Regions from separate parts of the Rattus norvegicus genome. Here region 1 is linked to region 2. Evidence: chromatin contacts called from public Hi-C data. All regions are on one chromosome and are shown on one strand. Each heading gives the region's core, a stretch centred on a gene start, on an enhancer-like site or on the middle of the called end of the contact. The rest is flanking DNA. Distances are from core to core; before and after follow the strand shown. Region 1 has its middle 67 kb from the start of Strit1. Region 2 holds the start of Mme (membrane metallo-endopeptidase).

What was found. A called contact is a pair of places that touch in the nucleus more often than the background predicts.
Region 1: a Hi-C map of the Rat2 cell line shows a contact between it and region 2, with 5 times the contacts expected there. The contact joins the enhancer-like site here to the promoter of Mme in region 2. A contact is called at or near these places in 4 of 12 Hi-C or Micro-C datasets (the Rat2 cell line, Schwann cells, kidney and 1 more).

Annotation. Positions count from the first base shown.
Region 1 is chr2:150,150,899-150,157,896 of GRCr8, reverse strand. No RefSeq gene overlaps it. Among named protein-coding and RNA genes, the nearest start is that of Strit1, 67 kb to the right of the region's middle. Within about 2 kb of position 2,001, at least 2 of the 93 cell types and tissues checked have an H3K27ac peak or open chromatin away from gene starts, as enhancers often do.
Region 2 is chr2:149,868,979-149,875,387 of GRCr8, reverse strand. Mme (membrane metallo-endopeptidase) reads right to left here and starts at 2,891. Exons shown (of 23, transcript NM_012608.2): 1 at 2,774-2,891.

The sequences.
Region 1 (6,998 bases), core at 752-3,251, 280 kb before region 2:
GAGAAGTGAGAAGAAGCATTCGTGCTTGTGATTTTGAATATAAGCCTCTTCAACTCTCACTAGTTAATATGTGCACAGATAAGTCTCCTCCTGCAAGAAATCACCGAGCAACCATTGTGGGGTGGAGTAGGATTTCCTTAATTTAAGACATAAAGAATACCACCGAGGTGCTTGAGAATAATTCTAGAAGATTTTAAGTGAAATGAATTGCTGGTGGTGAGAGTTTTGGAGGAAGGAGGCAGATACACCTAGAGGATCCGTGTCTCGTCCTCTCTGTGTACCTGAGGTGCAGTGAGTGGCTTCTGCAGATTGTATGGTCAGTCAGTGAAGTTGAGGACTGTGGATGAGACTGTAAAACAAAATGAACCTTCCTTTAGTATTTCTGTGAGGTATGATTTGGAGACACCTCAGTGTTCCAGCTCTGCCATTCAAGTCATCGAGTTGATGGTTTAGTCAACTGTAATCTATACCCCAGGGGAACAGAGATACCCCTCCTTACTCAGAGGGCAGAAGCATAGCAATTTGCTGAAAGCTGACTCTAAAACAGCAAACAGCATGCGCAGTTTTAGTGGCAAGACGCAGTTATTCTTGTTCACGAAGGTCTGGTGTGCTAGTCCCTTTGTGTTGGTCAGCTACAAATACACAGGACACATCATCTTCTGAGGAGGAAAGGTTTATTTCAGTTCACACTTGGGAAGGTTTCTGAGCATAGTTGTCTGGCCTATTTTAGGGGTCCTGTGGGAGGCAGCTAATCATGCTGAGTGCTCGGAGGAAAGAGGCTCAGGTCACAGTGTTCCCTTTAAGGAAACAGCTTCACTTTCTCTTGGTAAGCCCCACTTAGGAGTCCAACCACTTTTCCATAATTTCAGAGCAAACAGAGGTTTTGGGGACACATTCCTGTCAAAAACCATGATTTCCAGTTCTCTCTCATCATTTTCAGTGTCTGCCACATTTTTTTTGTTGTTGTTGTTGTATGATGCCAAGAACTGATCACCAATATGACTGTGGAAAGGACACAAAAAGGGAACGAAAACTCTGCCAAAAGTGTCTCTGTCCTGATGCTTTTGGAATAGGAAATAATAGAAATAAGAGGCGCAACTTTTTTCTCAATGGAGGTGTCTGTTAACTGGTTGTTATCTGCTCCACGAGTTCTGGTTGCCATTGATGCAGAAATTGTTGAGCACTGCTTCACATTTAAAATCTAGGGGCAGAGGTCTGTTCTAGTGGAGATTGAGCCGCACACAGGCAATGAGCCAGTGGAATGCTGCAGCCCCATGCTAGATTGGGTTACTGAAGGCTTGTTATTAAAGCTGATCACACCAATGCTGTCACAAACAGAGGACTCAATGTCAGGGCTGTGCTATTAGTGAAAAGAGTAGGATTATATTGACGCATAACGAATGTTAGATGCTCTCCCCTGATGAAACTTGATGTAGTATTGATATGAGCACCAGCCACACCCCTTTAGTGAACAAGGTAAGACACCTTGCAAAGCCTGAGTTCATTTCCTTAGGAAAGTTCCAATCCCTAAACTCAGTACCTAAATGGTCTCAAATCCCATTTATTTAATGTTTTGTACTTTTGCTACTGAGGCTGACATATCTTGTTTCAGGAATGTCCTTGTGTCTTCCTGAAGAGAACTTTGAGGAAATATAAAAGGTCCAAGGTGCTGGAACTTCTCTGAGTTTATAGACACTAGGGAGACAGACACTAGGGAGACACTAGGGAGACACTAGGGAGAGGTGCTTGTCATGTGAGCTGTTACATAGCACATCCCTTCTTCATTGGAACAGTTTGGATAGAGTGAAGGCTTGAGAGGCAAATTCAGCATCTGCTTCTGGAAACCTCCATCTGCCCCTGCCAGGATTTTTTTCTTTGTGTCTGCTCTTCAAAATATCTGTTACTGAATGTGTGGTACCATTTGCCCGAGTCTGTCTTGATGTGTCTGAGTGATTGTGAGTCAGAGGTCCCTGAAGAGATCCACAGCCTCTGGTGATACCGAGTTTAGAAGCAGGTTCAGAGGAGGCTATAGTAGGAATCCAAAGTATGGTAGACATGTGAGTAGGGTTGGGAAAGAATGGAATCCACTTTAGTTTTATACTTAGACACTATATGATTGATGACTTAGGGTGCATGCAAGAAAGATACTGAATGTGCACATGTGTGTGTGTGCATGTGCGTGTGCATGAGAGAGAGAGAGAGACAGAGATACAGAGCGAGAGAGACAGAGAGACAGAGACAGAAACACAAAGAGACACAGAGAGAAAGGTGCATGCCGGGCTATAGCAAGTTTGGAGGAAATAAACAAATGTGGCAATGGTTTATAATTTACAGATGGCTAAAAACAATGTTAACTGTTAGACATTGACATCTTATTTAGTGTATGTAACTCAGCATATGTTTAGTACAAAGGTCTCCCTTTGCCCAATTGTATATGGCTTTCCTGGTTTCTAATTACCTTACCACAGACCACACCACAGAAGAAATCTGCTTTCAATTGTCGGCTGAGGGCTTCCTGTCTCCCTTGCTCAGCTCTAATCCACTACAGTGCTGAGAATATGGAGACTGTGTAAAGACAGAAATAGAAAACTTGAACTTGTTGACTCTTTTGGGCGCCTGTCATTCTGCTTAGCTGATGAAATCACTTAAAAAGCAGAATGTGGTTTCTGTTACGAGCATGCATCTAACACAGTCATTAGTAACACAAGATGTTATTTAGGTTGGGTTCCTTGGGTCTGATATGCCAAGTCCCCTGTTTTAACTTTATATTTTGTTTTCTTGGAGGAGATATTACAGAAAAACCAATTGGTACCAAAGAGAATGTATGAAATCTATGTGATAGAGGTTTCTAGACTTTGGATAGGAGGAAGCAGATGGGTGTGATCTAGGAAGGGACAAGCAATAAAACAAGTCCTACAGCTGGTCTAGCTTATTGTCTAGAGGCAGCTTCCGGGGCTGAGGCTAGATGTGTTCCTGAGTCACAGAGATGTGGGAAAAGCCCAGAAATCTTAACACAGAGCACAAGAGGAGAAGTAGGGACCGAATGATTTCACAGATGTTCACGCTCTTTCTAGTTGTCACTAAGGACTTCTCCACAGCCAGAAGAAGGTACTGGAGTCCAGGGAAGGACCTTCAGAAGGCTAGATCCATCCATATTGTTTCTGGAGCTCACCTTTACCTGTCTCTAGTCCTATAAGAGAAGGGGAAACTTGTAACATCTGAACACTGAATACAGTCCAAGAAGTATGTCACTTCCATAAGACCTAATCATCTTTGGAGTGACAGCTTCTCTTTTTTTCTAAACATATAAATTATTTTTTTAAAAGTGTGTGTGTGGGGAACAAAGACAGAGAAAGTGTATTACAGTATGTTTCCTGAATTCAATTTGTGGGAGCTAGTTCCTTTATTCCATCATGTTGGTTCCAGTGATCAAACTCAGGCGATCAGAGTGCATACGGATGTCTTTGCCTGGCAAGCCACCTCGCTAGTCTGAGTCTAGTTTCTTTTGATCCATCCTGATGTAAACAGAAGAAAAGTTTTAAGAAGAGAATGTCTAAGTAGCTATACCCTAGAACAAACTTCAGCATTCCTATGAAACCCACCACATACAAGTATAAAATCCACATTGTTCAACATCTCATCCAAATGACTACAGTCTCTTCCCGAAGACATTGTAATCTACCACAAAGTACGTGTATTAAAGCATTAGGAATGTATCCTCCCATAGCCTAGAAGACACGGTTCATCCTTCCTTTGCTACGTTTTTATTGCTACTTCTCAGCTTCTGGTCCTGGCTTTTGACCCTTGGAATTGTAGGGGTTGCAGCTGCCCTCCTCTATGCTTTGTCCCCACATGGCACTTTTTTTGTGTTTCTGTCCAGACTTCTTAGAGAGACAGTCATGTTGGATTCAAGGCCCACCTTATTTCAACATGGCTTCCTCTTAACATGTCCAAGATAGAAAAAGCTGAATACAGTCAATACAATAATAATGGCTTAGACTGATTCTTCTAGATTTTAGTCACTAAGACAAATTTGGATACCTGACTAAGCAGACTTCATTGCAGAATATTTTTTTTAAAGAAGACACTTTCTATTATGTTTAGTCACATGTATTAACCCTACACTATGAAGTTTTGCCTAATACACATCTGGCTATTCCTCAGTTGTATCATTTTATAATAAATGGGTAACATCATTGAAGTGCTTTCCTGAGTTCTGTGAACTAGTCTGGAAAATGACTAGATCCTTAGAAGTGGGTTATGGAAAACAGACAAATGTTGTGGATAACCCAAGAACCATTATTTTGACTTGTGGCTAAGTGTTTAGGGAAAGTATATGGAACTCAATTCCTAGGCCACAAGTTCTGGTTAGTGTCAGACTTGAATTGGGGAATGTTAGGCAGACACTGACAATTGTGTGGGTTTAGCAATGTCCATACATTTTGATGGCTATACGTGTTATATGTTGAAAGTTAGAAATACATACATACATAATACATGTATGCATATGTGTGTGAATATGTGTGTATGTAAAAATATATGTAAAATAGTTTGTATTTGTCCTCAAAGTATGGTATTTGACAAACCAAGTTGGAGAAACAGTCACAGAATCAGTCTTTCTGGCTTTCCCTCAAACCGCAATCTTTCTTGGTCCCCCTTTCTTCTGAAACACAGGGAAAGGCTATCTCCAAAGTTCTCTTTTCTCTGCTCTTCAGACACACCAAACAGGCACTCTATAACTACCCACAATTCTCCTACTGAAATTTCATTAGTCAGGAAGGAGTAATTGTTAGAGAAGATACCGAAGATCAAACATCACACTTCAACTCAAGGTCTCAGGTTATTTTTAGTTTCTCAGCTCTTTAATTTACCTAAATTAATTTGACCTCTAAATTTGCCTATAGCTCCCCTCATCGTTCTCTATGTTGTGTGACATTTGTTGGACATAAACAAACAAGTATCTCCCTAAAGCACACTGGTAACAGACCAAAAAGCAGCTTGACCCAAATTCAGCTTACTGAAGCAGGAGTTTATTGGGTTAGGGTCACTGAGAGAAGCAGTAAAAGACTATCTCACCATGGACAACTGTGAAAATTCTGATTCCTGGACTCATTTCTTGGTTTGAAGAAAGCTAGGTGCATTTGAGAGTCACCTCTCCCCAGCAATTGTTACTGCTTGCATAACCTCAGGGGAGGAACATTGGGAATTTCCTCAGTTTCAGGACCTTCCTGAGACTTGTAAGTTTTGTTTTGTTTACTTTCTGAGTTTGGAGGGACTGTTGGGATATTTTAGTTTAGAGGAGATAGCTGTTTAACACACTATTCTGAGAGAGTGTTTAAAATTCAACTTTCTGACCCTTCTTCAAACTTCATATCTGGTATGTCTCTTGTGCTTCTATGCACATTTGCAAGTCTTGTTTTAATTGGCTATTTTGATTATTTACATTTCAAATGTTATCTCCCCTCCCAGTTCCCTCTCAAAAGCCCCCACTCCACTCCTTCCCCGTGCTTCCATGAGAATGTTCCTTCACCTACCCACACATTCCCTCTCCACTGCCCTATCATTTCCCTCTACTGGAGCATCAAGCCTTCACATGACCCAGGGGTCCCCCCCCCCAACCCTCATTGATGCCAGATAAGGTATCTGCCACATATACAGCTGGAGCCATGGATCCCTTCCTGTTTATTCTTTGGTCGGTGGCTTAGTCCCTGGGAGCTCTAGGGGGGGGGTCTAGTTGGTTGATATTGTTGTTACTTCTGCGGGGTTGCAACCCTCCATCAGCTCCTTCAGTTCTTCCCCCAAATCCTCCATTGGGGTTCCCATGCTCAGTCCAATATTTGACTGCAAGCATCCACATCTTCATCCTTAAGGCTCTGACAGCCTCTCAGGCGATATCTATATCAGGTTCCAGTCAGCAAGCACTTTCTGGCATCAGCAAGTATCTGGGTTTGATGTCTACACATGGGATGGACCCCTAAGTGGGGCAGTCCCTGGGCAGCCCCTCCTTCAGTCTTTGCTCCATTCCTTGTCGCTGCATTTCCTTTAGATAGGAGCAATTCTGGGTTTAAATTTTGTGAAGGGTGGATGGCCCCATCCCTAAACTGGGGGCCATGTTTAACCTCTGGATGTGGTCTCTACAGGTTCTCTCCCCCCATTGTTGGGTATTTCAGCTAATGTCATCCTGGTTGGGTCTTGGGTGACTTTTGCTTTTCTGTGATCTCGTACTTTATGGCGGCTACCCCTACTCCCCTTCCCCCATTGCTACACACCTCTGTTCAATTTCCTGACCCTCTGTACATCTTGCCAGTTTCCTCCCACACCTAATCCTGTGCCCCCTTTCCTACCCTTTCTCTTCCTCTCAACTCTCTCCCTTCCTCTACCTCCTATTATTACTTTGTTTCCCCTTCAAGTATGACTGAGGCACCCACACTTTGGTCTTTCTTTTTCTTGACCTTCCTATGGTCTAAAAGTTGTATCATGGGTATTCCGAGCTTTTCTCCTATTATACACTTATCAGTGAGTACATACCATGTGTGTTCCTTTGTGATTGGGTCACCTCACTCTGTATAATATTTTCTAGTCCATTCATTTGCCTAAGAATTTCATTAAGTCATTGTTTTTAATAGCTGAGTAGCACTTTATTGTGTAAATGTACAACATTTTCTCTATCCATTCTTCTGTTGAGTAATATCTGGGTTATTTCCAGATTCTGGCTGTTATAAAAAGGCTGATATGAACAGAGTGGAGCATATGTCCTAGTTATATGTTGGAACATTTTTTGAGTATATGTCCAGGAGTGGTATAGCTGGGTCCTCAGGTAGTACTATGTCCAATTTTCTGAGGAACTGCCAGACTGATTTCCAGAGTGATTGAACCAGCTTGCAATCCCACCAGCAATGGAGTAGTGTTCCTCTATCTCCCCATCCTTGTCAGCATCTACCGTCACCTGAGGAATATCTATATCTATATCTATTATCTCTATCTCTACCTATCTATCT
Region 2 (6,409 bases), core at 1,642-4,141:
TTTAATGTTTTATACATTCACTCTCCTAATCTCTGTGGAGTGGATGTTAATAACCCAATTTCCAAAGTTGGAAAACAGCGAAACCAATCAGCTTGCTCAAGATGACACAGCTAAGCAATACCTAAAGAACACTTGGCCACAATTTTGCATGCAACAGTGCCATGTAAAGTAAAAGGTACTTTAGACATCCATACAGAAATTTATGGTGAAAAACTCAGGGTATATAAGGCCATGGTTAGATTCCATGGTTTCTTTAGAGGCCAGATGTTCTTTAAAAATTGCTGAGCAAAGCTTACAGAAACTTCAACCTTTCTGCATGACTTCGGGAAAGGACACCTTAAACAACAAGTTAGCTTTTTTTTTTTTTTTTTTGACTCGATACAAATTAACCATAGAATTTGGCTGTTAGATGAAGCAATTGCTGAGAAATGTTCTCATCAGTAAAGACTTTCCTTGAACAGTTACAAGTCCTTTGATGGAAACTGAGGCGCTACGCAAAGTAGAACATGACTATAAATTTGAAGTATTGTTGAGACTCAGCAGGCAGGTAGAGATTTGTTTTCTCTAGTGACTTATCAATAATAAAACACACATAGTCATTAAAAAACTGGATTCAAAGTCTTAAGCCGTTTGTCCTCCTGATTACATGACATTCTAAGCAAGGACTATCAAATAAAAATACTTTACTGGACAATGAAAACCGTGTCTGTACAATAAAAGTGGAATGTAATGTACCTGACTGTTGAAATGCCTTATTTAATGGTTATGTAACTCATGTTAGCTTAGCCTCGCGGCTCCCGGGGCGGTGATACAGAATTGCATTGATCGTACCGCTATTTTAATAGTAGTGGTGGCTGGGCAAGGAGAAGACAGGGACAAATTTAATACTTTCTCCCTTAACAGAGAAGTAAGCACAAAGAACAGGTTCCCTGGACCCCCAGAATTTGAGTATTAGCACATCTGCTTGAGGATTTCCCTACTGCCCTTAAATGTTTAAATAAAGAGCTGCTTTTTTATCTGTGTGTTTTGTCTTTTTGTTGTCGCCGTCGTTTATTTTTGTTTTTGTCCTTTCTAGAAGCCTCAATCAGAGCTAGTTAGTCTGGAAAGTAAAGCTTGGAGCAGTGGCCGCGGATCAGTTTAAGTCAAAGTGCTCTTTGGCGCCACCAAGCTTCTTGGTGAGGGAAATCTAGTAGGCGGGCATTTCTCAGTTCTGGGTTATTGCTTACTCCCTCCTTACCCTTGAACAGGGTGACAAGGGTGACAGTTAGGTACCTAAGGCTGTAGGAGTAGCTGTAGGGAAACAAAGAGTGTAAAGTAAACAAGATATTTAGTCTTTTTTACCTGCATCAAAGGAAATCATCTTTGAATCAAAATTTCATACTTCAACCTTTCTTCTAAAGATTTTGCAATTCTTCAGAAGTTCTTTTTTTCTTAGTGTACTACTTTTAGGCACTGGTAAAAAGCAGAAATGCTGCAATATTAACCTCCTATTAACTTTGCCCTTCATTTCCACTTAGTTCAAGATAATTCATTATCTTGTAATAAGAAAATGTAAGCCAGAATACCTCAAGATGGAGCACATCAGAAATCTTCAGTTACCTTAAGATCCAATCTAACCACATCCAAACACGTTTAAAAGATCGGTGATGTGAAGACAGACAGATCAGAATACAAAACGCAGTGCAAAGTCAATGCTTGTAGTAGGAGAAGCAAACGCACACCTAGGTTCTTAAAACATTTCACATGGGGGCGGGGGGGGGGGACTCTTAAACTAAAAAGCAAATGCCAAAACAGACAATAAGAGAACAGAGAATCTGGAGTTCAGACTCAAAAGAAACTCCACAAACTTCAACTTGGCAACATCAGCAAAAGAACACAATGTTATTTTTGCTTGGGTATAAGATGTATTTCCTTCAAAGCATCAGCATCAGCAAACGTCAAATTATGAAACCTGGAAGATAACTGATCGGTTAAAGAGAAAGGTGGAGCAAAGCAATTTTCCGTCAGAGCACACTGTGATACTGCGACAATACATGTCTGTAAGTCCCTGTGGCGGTGCTTCGGAGTTAGTTTGCATTAATGGAAACTGAGGCAGAGTTTCATATTTAGATTGTGTCCACGGAAGTTGAAGAAGGAATTCAGAAGACAGCCCCCCCCCCCCACATTAACTAGTAGGTGTTTCCTTCGCCTGAAGTGAGTTCTGACATGAAAAGTCCCATCCACGTTGCTCTCGTGTTCAGTGTAGCTATACAACCCAAGACAAACAACATCAAGTCCAAAACACAACAAACATTTTTGAGAACTTGAACGAAAGAAGGAGGGAAAAGAAAAAAAAAATCCAAGGGCGTGCAGCTCCACTCCCTCAGGGCCAATCTGCCGATAGCAGCTTCCAAACGCTGGCGCTGCAAGTCAGTTACTAGTTTTCAGTTTAATAAAATCCATGTGAGCCGCTTATGGACAAGGAATAGACTTGACCGAGAGGCTCAGAGGAATACCCGTTTATAGTTACTCTCATTTTTAAAGAGTATAAATAGATCGGGATAGGTTAAGTAAGAAAGGGTCTTTAAAAACTTCCATCTACTAAAGAACACCCCCACCCCGCGCCAGCCAACCCTTTGGCAGATTTAAGCATGAATTATATAATAGGAAGCCAAGGTTCGAAGCACGATGAAGAGGTGGGATTGTGAAAAGAGATTTAGGTTAAGAAAATTGAAAACTAGAAAAGTGAGTTAATTGAGGAGAGAATCCGACAGAAACTAAAATGAAAACAAACCTTGCTTTTTAAAATAAAAACAGTGTCTGTACAGCGGAATGGCCAATTCCCAGCCCCCAAATGAACCCCGGTGCAATTTGGCAGCGCTGCTCTCGGTCACCAAACAGAACTCCTGGGCGGAGGCTGCAGGAAGCTATGAAAATGAACCTGGAGGTGACCTGACATCACTCGCAGGGTCCTCCTCCAGGTCGCCCTCTCGGTCCCTTCCCCTCCCCACATTCTCAGGTCCCAGTGGCGGCTCCCGCGCAGGACACGCCTCCTCCGCCCACGGCGACCAGGCACCCGGCGCCCGCGGCGCGCGGGACCACGGCCTCTGTCCTTGCTCCGTGCGTCCCGGCCCCCGCCCGCTTCGTCCTCCTGTTGCCCGTCCCACCGACTCCCGGCGCCCCAGGGACACTGGTGCCCCGCTCCCCGTGCCCGGTCGCTCGCTCTCCGGTGACTCACCAGTGTGATTGGGGAGAAGTTGGAGGCGACTGAGCAGACACATCCCGACCAATAAGCGCATCGACCAGGATGGCCGCAGGCAGAGTAGCCCCCAGCCCAGGCGAGCGCCCACCCCTCGGTGCGGTCCCCAGGGTGCGCCCGAGCGCCGAACGCGCAGAGTGGGACGAGGCCAGAGTCCCGGGAGGTTCCAGGCCCCACTCCGGCTCCGGGCGGGAGGGCAACCGGGAAGCCCGCATCCCTTGGACCCTCACCCCAGACTCACCCCTCGCCTCAGCCGCTCAGCAGCTTGCGCCTGCACTCGGTCCAGCTTCGCCACTTGCACATCTCCGCGCCCCGCGCGCCTCGCGCTCACCCCCCGCCTCGCCGCACAGGACCAGCCGCGAGAGCAGTTCCCCGGGTGACCTGAAGGTTTCCGCCAGGTCTCCCAAATCCTGTCACACCGAGTAAAGGGGCGGAGGGGGCTCCCTCTCCCAGTTAGTCCCCCACCTTGCCCTTCCCAAAAGGGCTTTGCCAGACATTCTTGGAATTGTTTAGCTTTGTGGCTTTCAAGACAATAATACACTGTCTCTCTGGGATTCTGTAGTGCTGATTGCAAGCTCTCATTCTCTAACAGACCAAGACCATGATGCTTCTCTCTCACTCTTCACTCTTGCTCTTTCTGTTTTCCCTTGTCCTTCACTCTCCTTCCTATCTTTTCAAAGTCTTCTTTTCTTCCTCCTTCCTTTCTCTCTTCTCCTCTTCCCCCACCCCACCCCCCACCACTCCACCCCCTGTCTATTTGTGTTTCTGGGTTTCTCTTAAACCCAAGGCAATGAATTTGTCAAAGAAAGAAAGATTGACTTTGTGCAGAGACAAATATTTTACGGAAACTGCCTTTAGCAGCTATTATAACCAAAAAAACTCAGAAAGGCTAAACTTTTCTGCCCCACCCCGCCTGAGGATTTCAGTGAAGTTATTCAATGTCAAGTACATACAGAGTTGTACATATAGAGTATCCTTCTGATCCTTCTCCTTTTTGGAATCACAAGTTTTAAACATCACACTTGGTCCATAGGTGCGATCATACCCAAACAGAAATGGACTTTCGGGAACTTGAATCTATCTTTGAATGTTAAAATGTTTTACTCCTTTTGCCCTAACCAACTTTGTGTTTTGTTTTAATTTTTTTTATTTTTTAGAAAAAAAGCTAAAGACAAAGACAAGCAATGTATATTAAAGAAATAATGAGTATCATGGAAAGACATTTCCAGAAAAAATAATTCAATTGATGTGGGTAAGTTCAGTTCGACACCTTCAAACGGAAGTGCCCATGCTTTGTTCCTTCTCTGTGGGCATTACAAACACATCTTTGTCCTCCTGGCTAGGCTAACAGAGATGTGTGACTTCTCACAGATAAGCAGAGGCGACTTGGCAAACACTCTGGGCAGTATTTCAAATGGAATTTGAACCCAGGTCATCTTGACTCAGATTGTTTTTGCAGAGATCGATGCTCAGAAGAGAGATTTACTCAAATTCTCTTGGGAAGAAATCTAGATGTTTTTCACCAACACACGTGTTTTTATTATATTTTAGTTAAATTATCAAAGCATCTAAATTTTACAGTAAAACAAATTGAGAATATATGTGTATATGTATGTGTAGACAGACAGACAGAGATAGGGAGAGAGAGGAAGGGAGAAAGAAAGCACTAGTTCTCAAATTTCTCATATGGAACAAGGAGCTTTAAAATTTTAATGTATGTCTGATTAGTATAGTAATAAGTTTTGGTAGAGAAGGAAGTTTGGTCAGAATATTACAAAAAACCATGTTTCAACTAGAAATAGAAATTAAGCTTATATGCTTGGTCATAACCTAGTTGAATGTTTCTCATTTGATTTTGTTTTTGTTTTTTCATCTTCATTGAAGTTTTAAACATCTTATTCTTTTGTAAAGTTAACTAGCATATCCACAAAATTCAAGAATATCTTTCACCTAAAGGAAGTGCTTGAACCCTGGGGCCTTGCTATGCATAAGTATTTGAGCAGCCATTGAGCAATACCCTTAACTCTGGAGAATGTTTTGATAACAATAGAAACTAGGTTACAATTACTTATTACAACTATCAACTTTGAGCTGAAAATTGATTTTATTTTTATTTAATTAAAGAGTTATTAATGACAAACCTTTGCAGAATAGTTAAGAACAATGTCATCGTTTTATTTCAGTCTCGTTACACGAAGGAGAAATGTTTATGGGAAGAACATTTTGCTAGAAAAATAATGAATTTAGAATCCATGTCAAAAAGAAGTAAAAACCCTGACGTCATCATTAAACTTTGACTTTGAGCTTCTGTCTCAGACGTGTGACAGTATGGGCAGATACTTCCTTTAATACAAGTCTTAATCTCACTAAAGTTCATTAGAAACATAGTGGTCTTGTTAAGAATGCTAAATCTTTTCTCCGAGGAGGTTATGCAAGTTTGAAATCCTTTCTCTTCTAAGGGTCTTAAAGGAGCTCTCAGGTGCTTCTAGGAAGTAAACAGAAACCAAAGGCTGAGCAAAGTGTCCAAGGTCCTTCTGCTTGCTTAGTTATCAGAGTGAGGGAGAAAGTCGCAATCCTGACGGCCTTCTGCAAGCTACCAGTAGTGGGGTGCATCTGTCTTGGCAACATGCACCATAAATCCTTAGAAACAGCTCCTGTCTGGAACATAAGGCTTCATAAACTATGTTTGGAGATCAGGCCAATTGCACCACTAAACCAAGGACAGTGTAAAGGGAAACTTCAGAAGCCAAAAGAATCAGGGAAAGCCAGAAGCCCAGAAGGGTGTGCGCATGTGAAATGGTGCTCCACCTACCTGTCTCAGAAAGCTTGCCAAAGCTAAGTGACCTAGAGTTAGATTTTCAAGGGAATTGCGTGACCTGAGGACCTCAGACAAAGCATCATCCAGAGCAAGGTTAAAACCCACACCAAACATTCCTGTAGTAAGCTGGGCAGGAGAGAAGATATCCTTAATGGAAAAGGGAGCTAAAAACAATTCGCTCCCTTCGCTCCCACCATTTCCGGCCCCACCCCCAACTGAGCACAGAGCTGAGCTGCCAGTCATGTATTTCTTCAGCATTTCCAGAGAATGTAAATCTTTTCAAATCGTTGCCAGCCTGTAGATTTTTTTCTCCCCCCAAAAAACTATAGTTTGCAAAAAAATTTTCTGCAACA